2 separate regions of the Arachis hypogaea genome follow, and region 1 is linked to region 2. A link is a contact called in public Hi-C data. All regions are on one chromosome and are shown on one strand. Each heading gives the region's core, a stretch centred on a gene start, on an enhancer-like site or on the middle of the called end of the contact. The rest is flanking DNA. Distances are from core to core; before and after follow the strand shown.

What was found. A called contact is a pair of places that touch in the nucleus more often than the background predicts.
Region 1: a Hi-C map of an unstated tissue shows a contact between it and region 2, with 5 times the contacts expected there. The contact joins the enhancer-like site here to the promoter of LOC112720643 in region 2. A contact is called at or near these places in 4 of 8 Hi-C or Micro-C datasets (leaf and an unstated tissue).

What each region holds. Positions count from the first base shown.
Region 1 is chr11:33,220,170-33,225,112 of arahy.Tifrunner.gnm2.J5K5, reverse strand. No RefSeq gene overlaps it. Among protein-coding and RNA genes, the nearest start is that of LOC112720644, 12 kb to the right of the region's middle. Within about 2 kb of position 1,417, at least 2 of the 3 cell types and tissues checked have open chromatin away from gene starts, as enhancers often do.
Region 2 is chr11:33,143,487-33,147,873 of arahy.Tifrunner.gnm2.J5K5, reverse strand. LOC112720643 (peroxidase 51) reads left to right here and starts at 2,174. Exons shown (of 4, transcript XM_025771658.3): 1 at 2,174-2,549; 2 at 2,630-2,830; 3 at 3,546-3,711. The coding sequence starts at 2,331.

The DNA.
Region 1 (4,943 bases), core at 168-2,667, 78 kb before region 2:
TAAATATATATTTTTAAAAAATATTTTAAAAATTAAATTTTGATATAATTTTATACAAACATCATTAAAAAATAAGATAGTTTTATCTTTAAAATTTAGTAATTTTGTGTTAAATAAATTTTTTATGTTTTTTTTATCGACAAAAATATTTTTAAAAAATAAAAAACAAATTCTAGAGGTCAAATTTTTATTTAGTTTTTTATATATATTTATTAAATAGTTATCTAAATATTCTTACATAATTTTAAATCAAATGCATAAGTTGTCAAATACAAAAATTATTTGTCATTTTTTAAAAAATATTATTGTTTATTATTTTTGGCATATTTTATAATAGTATTTTGACACTTTTTTATCATTATCAAAAGTAATGGTTATTTTTGTGAGTGTATCAAAAAATTAGGTGTAGTTTTGGTAATTTATCTTTTAACTAACATCAATAAATTTTTTTAATAGTCTATTTATCTTAAATTTTAAATTTTAAATTCTAATTTATAAACCTTAAATAATTAATACCTTCTTAATCTGAAAAGAAAAGGATCATAATAGTAATCATAGTAGCAAACAAACAAATAATTTGAGTTTTGTTATTATTTTAATTTACACTATATATTCATATGTTCATAATTAAGACTACTCCAATAGGATCATAGTTGATTCAAATGTTCTTATTATTATATCGAATTGAATCAGTTATCAGTTAGACACTTAGAGGAACTCGGCGGTGGTAACACTTCCCTATCTGATATTTAAGTTGCTGGTTGAGTGATGAGATTAATTATATTTAAATATATGGTTGTGTTTAATTATTAGTAATATAAAAGATACTAATTTAAGGTGCCAGACTGCCAGTACAACTTTAAAAATTGACAAACATACACTTGAATTTCGTCATAATATGAAATTTGGATTTTTAATTTTACATATAAGATATTATTTTGACTAAATTAAAGTTACACCAAGAGATATACTAACATTAAATACGAGAATAACATGTTAAAAATCAATTAAAATAAAATAAAATAAAATATGAAAGCGATATATTCTTTGACAATTTTATATAATATAAAAAATAATTTTAACTGATGCTTATAATTTGAAGAGATAAATTGGTTGATAATAACTTGAATAATCCAATACACGTGTTTCAGAGTTCATGAATAATGGAATGAAGCGAATAAGTCTAGTCTTCGTCTTATAGCTTGTTGTTGCTGTGTGTTCATGCTTTCGTGCCTCTCTCTTTCACTATATCCCTCGCTCCCGTGGCTTGACTTAAATAAGTCAACGTGTGTAGGGCATGCTTTTCTAAATGGGAAGGAAAAGTTGAGTTCATAATTAATTGACACTTATGTAGTATATAAATTAAAGAAATTCGGTAGTTGTAGTTATTTATATGTGTAGTTTCACTAGTTCTGATAGTACTATATATCAATATACGTACCAAAAGTAGTATATTATAGGGGAACTTGGATATAAATATAATTAAATTAAGAATAATACTATAATTATTATCAAACTTGAAAGTAGTAGATAACCTTGAATTATTGTGTGGATCGGATGAGACGGTTCGTTGTATCAACATGCAAAGGACAAGTGAAAAGTTCTCCATAATAATTGGCAAAAACGTCAGCAATTCCAGTTTGCCTTTCGTTTTCGTTCATAATTGAAAATTTTGGGTCCAAATGTCCAATATGACCTTCTCAAAAGAATATTCTACATGCTTATTACCATTTTCCGAAGAAGAAAACTAATAATTTGTATTTTGGTTACAGCTAAAGGTTACAAGAAGCAGTAGGCTAACAAAGACTACATACACTAATTACATCAGGTTAGAATTTTACTAAACCGAAGGCACATAAAAAAATAATATTATAAATTATAGGATATGTTAGAAATGTTTTAGATATACGAATAGATATATGATATATATCTAATAAGACATTTTAAAGTGAAAACTTATTTTTATTTTTATATTTTTAGGATTACAAAATAGTAACTTTTAGTATATACTAGTATTTTTATCTGTAATAACATTATAGAAATATAAATTTTTTAAAACTACAGTCTACTCTATTCTGATAGTATAGATTATGCATGGCACGAAAGATTTATAAAATTAAACTACTTTTATAAAAAAAAAAAAAGTCGTAGGTTGACAAAAGTCTCTGGCTAAGAAGACCAAGATATCTGTAGATAAAAAATCAAATAATAAGATTTTTAGTTATTATCTTTATATGAAAAAGTCTAATTTTTTATTAATAATTAATTTTAACATTTGTTATCTAAAATTTAAAACAATTTAACGTGTATACTTTTACATTTAATTAGGTATTAACTGTTAAGTCTGTTGCATAAAAAAAATAATTAATTAATTATACTTGTTATTTAAAAATAATATTTTTTCTTCCTGTGTATATAAAAATATAATTAGATATTAGCATAAAAAAATTATACTGATAGTTATAAAATTAACTCAAAATTATTTTTTTTAAAAAATAATTGAATATTGATTCTAATTTTAATTATAACATTAGTATTTTTTTCAAATGATATGTAATAAATATTTGAAAGAAGAAAAATAAAAATATAAATTAAAAAGATAAACGGTAAAAATTTAAAACTAAATAAAAAAACTTAAAAACTATGTATATAATAATAATAATAATATTTTTATTTAAATTATATTATTTTTTATTTTATTTTTAGAAAGATAGAAAAAAAAATAGAGAATTAGAGAAAAGAGAGAGAAAGATAAAGATGAAGAATGAGAGTGAGAGTTTGTTAGTTTTGAAAGAAAAAAAATTATTTTAACTGTAAAAAAATATCGAATGACATATTTTGATTTGTCAAATTACTAATATAAAATATAAATTATATATAGAGTAAAAATAGTAGAAAAAATAGAAAAATGGAGAGAGGTAGATGAGAAAATTTAGGAAGGGAGTTTATTAATTTTGAAAAAAATATTTTTTCTCAATTTTAATAAGAGAGTGTCATATGACACATTTGATTATATTATTAAATTAGATAGTAATATATGATACATAATACATGTATATTTCAATTTCAATTTTAATATTTTAATTTTAATTTTAATGCAATTAAAGAATGTCATGTTGCACATTTTGATTGTCAAATTAATAATTAGTCATTGATATTGATAATGATATATAAAATAGATAGAGTGGTCGAAGGAATGAGAGAAATAGCGAAAGGAAAAGGGAGGAGGAGATAACTCTTTAATTTTGGAGGGAAAGATTTGACTTCAATTGCAATGAGGGAGTGATATGTGGCACATTTTCGTTGTAAAATTAGTAACGAGGAGGGAAGAATTCTTTAATTTTTGAGGGAAAGATTTAATTTCAATTACAATGAGAGAGTGACATGTGGTACATTTTGGTTGTAAAATTAGTAAAAAGAAGAGGGAAACTCCTTAATTTTGGAGGAAAATATTTGATTCCTATTGCAATAAAAGAGTGACATGTGGTACATTTTGGTTGTAAAATTAGAGAGATATAATAGATTTTAACATATTTTATATACCAACCAATTCTTAAAACTTAAAAACAAAATTTTACATTTATAAGCAAAAGTGAATTCAGGTTCAAATTCAACAAGGATATATATCTCGAACATTTAGAAATGAAGACATAGCCATTAATGGACTTTGGTATGATCTTGGTGAAGAAAGAATTTAGCTATGAATATAAACAAAAAAGAGATGATTTGATATTGATAAGAATGTATTTCACAATCTGTTGTACCCAATTCTTGATACTCAACCCTATGTTAGATTCGCTCACTGAAGCTTTGATTCCATTGGACCAAGAAACCACATTGGATCCCAAATAAATGCAATAGCCATACGTAAAGGGTTAGAGAATATGAATACAAGATATATATATATATATATATATATATATTTGAGTGTCAGTAATTAATTTTATTGACCATCAAATCGTGACTAAAAGAGTGTGGATAAAAATCTTGTTAAGAACTTTAAAAAATATTACTGGTAAAAATAAAATTATAACCACGTCACTCATGTTATCGGTAAATATTACTAATATATATTAGTTATATTTTCAGGTACCGATTATATCAATGAAATATTTAAATAAATTATAAAATTAAATAATAAAACAAAAAAATTTAAAATTAAATTCATAGTAAACATATAAAGTTTATTCAAAATTCAAAACAACGAACTAAAATAAACAATAAAGTCACCAAAAATGGGACAAGTTACTGAATTAAAATAATTTGAAACCAAGTTTATCATATTACAATTTTCTGAAATTGCATACTTGATTAAATCTTTTCTATAACTATACAAATTGCTACAAGCACCAACAGATTTGAAAATGAATGTAATTCGCTGCTGGTAGCCGTAGTTTACGTTGAAATAGAGCTGGGCAGAAACCGCTATAGGCTGTAACGGTTTCCGGAGAACGTGCAACACACATAAACTACTGCTGACTATAGCGGTTTATGTACAAATAGAGGTAGGTAAAACTATTGGAGGCTGTCGTGGTTTACCTAAAGGTTGGCTATAAAACCACAATAGCTAGGAGCGGATCTTTCATTTGGTATGGAGAAAAAATTTGGTTAGAGAGAGAAAATTCTTGAAAGAGGAAGGAAGTGACTGGGAGAGGATTTGGATTTTTTGGAGTGTGGATATTTAAGTTGGACCGTGGCAGATGAAGACCGCTTGTACTGACTCAACGGCGTTACCCACGTTGCCGGAAGCATCATTGAGAATGTTAGTTTGTTTTCTTTTTAGTATTAGAGCTTGGAATATAGAATCTAGTATTTAGGGTATAGGAATTAGAATATATAATTTAATATTTATAGTTTAGTATTTAAAATTTAAGATTTCAAATTCAAAATAGACTTAAAAATTAAAAAAAAAATGGTACATTTGTTACTTGTTCTAAAGTACG
Region 2 (4,387 bases), core at 925-3,424:
AAATAATTGTGTTTATTATTTTGGTTAAAGAATTATATACTAACCTTAGAATTGAAAAAAAAATAATTTTTATAGTATTATTTTTATTTTTATTTTAATTTGGTTAGAATTTTATTTTGTTAGGTTTAAATTTAAACTTGAATATTTTTATTTTAAGGAGATTTAATTTTAAATTGTAAATATGTAAAAATATTTGATATATAATATTTAAGAATAATTATTATAATTATTTTTATTAAATTTTTATAAATAATATCTGGTTAGAGAATGAATTTTGATAGATATTTAGTTATAACGGTTTCATTTAGTAGTTTACAAGTATATGAGATCATTTTATTTAATAATCACTAATACAAATCCGTAAACTGTAGCATTTCTCTTTTCTTTTTGCTTCCAAATTTGTCTACAACCCTTTGTTCGAATTGGGAGTACAGTATAGGATTAAAGTAAGGCCCCATGTCTGTGTGCAAACTCGTCAAGGCACTTGATTTGACAAATATTTCATATTTGAGCAGTTTTTGTTTGAATGGGACGAGGGCGGCCATACATAGTGCCAACCACAATAGTGTCCCTTTCCTTGCGGCTAATCCTCTTTATTTAGATTTTTTAAATTTTAAATTTTTTTTTTTTTTGGTGACTATTTTAAATTTTTATTTAAAAGAACAAAATATTATTTTTATTTTTAAATATCTTTTTTTGCATATTTTTTATTCTATTTATAAAATAAATAATAAAAAATTATACTTTATTCTTTAAAATAAAATTTAAAATTTAAATCCTAATCCCCTACCACCTTTTATTAGATACAATATTTTGGATACATATTTCATAATTTAGGCATAAAATTATTGATACGTGAAGAGCATATTAAACATATCTTTAGGAGCAATGAATATATTTTTTATTTGTTGAAGTAAAAAGTGAAGCTAAAAGATTCTAGAGTTTGTATTTTTAATTTTATTTTTGGAGATGTAAAATAGAAAAATAAGTTTTTTATTTTTTAAAAAATTCTAAAAAATATTAAAAATAATCTATTAAAAAAAGAAATTAAAAATAAGATAAAATCAAAAGACAAACTCCCTTAATTTTATTTCTTTATTTGAGAAAATGAACATTTAAAAAGAGATCTAAATTGCTGGTGGTATACATAAAATATTTTTAGAATACTATAATGTTTTTAGAATTATAAAAATACTACATACACATAAAAAATTAATCATTAAATTAATTATCATATAATTTTTTATAAATATATGTAATGTTTAATTTATTTTTAATATGTATTTTATATTTTAATATTTATTATATATAAATATTGACTTAATGACTGATTTTTTATATACATTTAATATAATTACAAAAGTTAAAGATGAAAGTTAATTGTTAGAATTATTGAACTCATTTGTAATTGGCTAATACTAACATATGCAAATTAAAGTGTTGCGTTAATTATTCAAGGAATTTAAACATTTTGTTTTTGTAAAAAGAGAGTCACTTAGATAAAGGTGTTTAAAACGTCTTTTTTTAAAGATATTTTTTAGTAATAAAAATTTAATATATATAATTGATTAAATAGTATTATTTTTGTCAAAATTAGATCAGACAAATTGATTTGGCAAAAAAATTAATGAACTAAATCTTAAATTGGTTTAAATTAATATTTTTTTTATAAAAAATAACTATAATACTCTTATTATAGAAAATGACAAAATACTATTATTATTATTATTATTATTATTATTATTATTATTATTATTATTATTATTATTTTTAAATTCTAAATCTTAACTCTTTTCTTTTTTTTGTGTTATTATGAGATTAAAATTTAGAATTTTTAAAATTATTATTATTATTATTATTATTATTATTATTATTATATATATATATATATATATATATAAATATAAAATATGAATATTTTAATTTTTTTTATAATAAAAATATTATAATCATTATTTATAAAAAAATATTAATTTAGACTGATTTAAAATTTAGTTCATCGATTTTTTGGTTAATTGGTTTGTTCTATTTAATTATAATAGAAATAATATGGTTTAATCGACTACATATGTTAAATTTTAATTGTTAAAGAATATTTAAAAAAAAATATTTTAGACATGTTTGTTTGAGTGGCTCCGGACTAAAAAGGTTGAAAAGATTACAAGGGACAACTGGCTAGTGCAGTGACTCGTGATGACCCCGACAACTTGGTTACTCACATAGCTCATATATACCCCCTCCTCATGCTTTCCAATTAAGCATCAACCCAACCAAACCAAATTCTTTCTTCCCTTTCATTTTATAACTCTTGTTTTCTCTTCGAATCAAACATGAGTAGTGGAATTGTGTGGTCACTCGCATTATTATTGAGTCTCGTGTGTCTTAATCCATTTCAATTATCTTCGGCACAGCTTAGTCCAAACCATTACGCTAATATCTGCCCCAATGTTGAATCCATCGTTAGACGAGCAGTTCAAAATAAATTCCAACAAACCTTTGTAACTGTTCCTGCCACGCTCCGTCTCTTCTTCCACGACTGCTTTGTCCAGGTAAAATTTGTTAAATACGACACATGAATAGTTATATTTGTAACAGAATTCAATTGTTGTTAATGGTTACATGTATGCAGGGTTGTGATGCTTCAGTGTTGGTAGCATCAACAGGGGCAAACCAAGCAGAGAAGGATCATTCGGATAATTTGTCATTGGCTGGAGATGGATTTGACACAGTTATCAAAGCAAAAGCAGCGGTTGATGCTGTTCCTCAGTGCAGAAACAAAGTCTCCTGTGCTGATATTCTTGCTTTGGCAGCCCGTGATGTCGTTGTTCTGGTTCGTTAATTAACTCCCTCATATTCCTCTTTCAAATCATTCATCATCACATCATTATTCTTGCAATTAACTGTAAGTGTGCTGGAGACAATCATAGTATCTATACATAAAAAATCAAGTCACCAAATTAGTTATTTATATGAAATATATGTTAATATATATAATACTCGTTAAAAATAAATTGAATATTATATATATTTATATACATATATATAGTATCTGATTTAGTATTGAAAAAATTTTCAAATTTATTATGCACGTTTATACGTATTTCGTAAATTATATTCATACTCTATTTTATCAAAATTACACATATACCTTTCTATTTGGTTAATAATTTAATATACCTTTTTCCTTTTTATTGCGTATTAAATTTAAAGTGTTAAAAATTTATTGTAAAAGACGGTTTTAACTCTACATTTTTTTTATTATCCAAAAAAAAAAAAACCCTCATACAGACAAAAGAATAGTTACAAAAATTAAAAACGAACTCTTTTATTTTAACATTGTTATGAATAATAACTTTATCATTCTTTTAACATTTCTAATATAACTCACTCCCTTTTATCTTTAAATGAAGTTTGAGACTCAAGTAGTAATTTGAATCTCATACCTTATGAAATGAGTACATATCTTTAAGACTTGTAAAAAGAAGTTTAGCTTGTTGGTTAATTTAGTTCATTAATGAAAGGAAGTTGTTGATGTATGCATGTAGGCTGGTGGACCTTCATACACGGTTGAATTGGGAAGATTTGATGGGTTAGTATCAAGAGCTTCTGATGTAAATGGAAGGCTACCACAACCAGGCTTCACCTTGAATCAGCTCAATTCTCTCTTTGCCGCAAATGGCCTCACCCAAACTGACATGATTGCCCTCTCAGGTATTACTCAATAATGGAACTGGGACCCATTTACTATGACTTTTTTAAATTCATTAACTTAACGGGGCAAAACTTTATTATTTTTTTATACGGATGTTGGTACATAACATCAATCATGTAATATATTATTGCCCCTAGCCATTCACACACTTGTGTTCATGTATGATTCATCAATAATAAAAACAAAATTATTTTAAAAAAAAATTAAAATAGTTCTTGAAATTAAATCCAAAAAATAATTCTTGTTTGAAACTTCTTAAAATAAGTTATTCAATTTGAATGGCTATCGCCTTCTAAACAATGGATCGTCAACTACTAAACATAAACAATAGCAGAGTCCTTATAAAATTTCAAGGATATCGATACCTTTTTTATTTTATTTGAATAATTACAAATATCATGTGTTCTACTAATTTATTAACTTCTTTTTAAAAAAGTTATAATATTCCTGATCTAGTTTTAGTTTTTACTTATAAAAAAATAGTACCGAAACCCTTATAACAAGTAATAGCACCAAAGAAAATTTCCTATGATGATGACAAACAAATCACATATATAATGCATAATATTCTTTTTGTTTTGAAGCATTTGTTACGTTAAAACTTTGGTATGTATAACTATAATTTGGGAAAAAAAATTTCTCTATTTAAACCAAATTGAGTGTTATTAGACGACT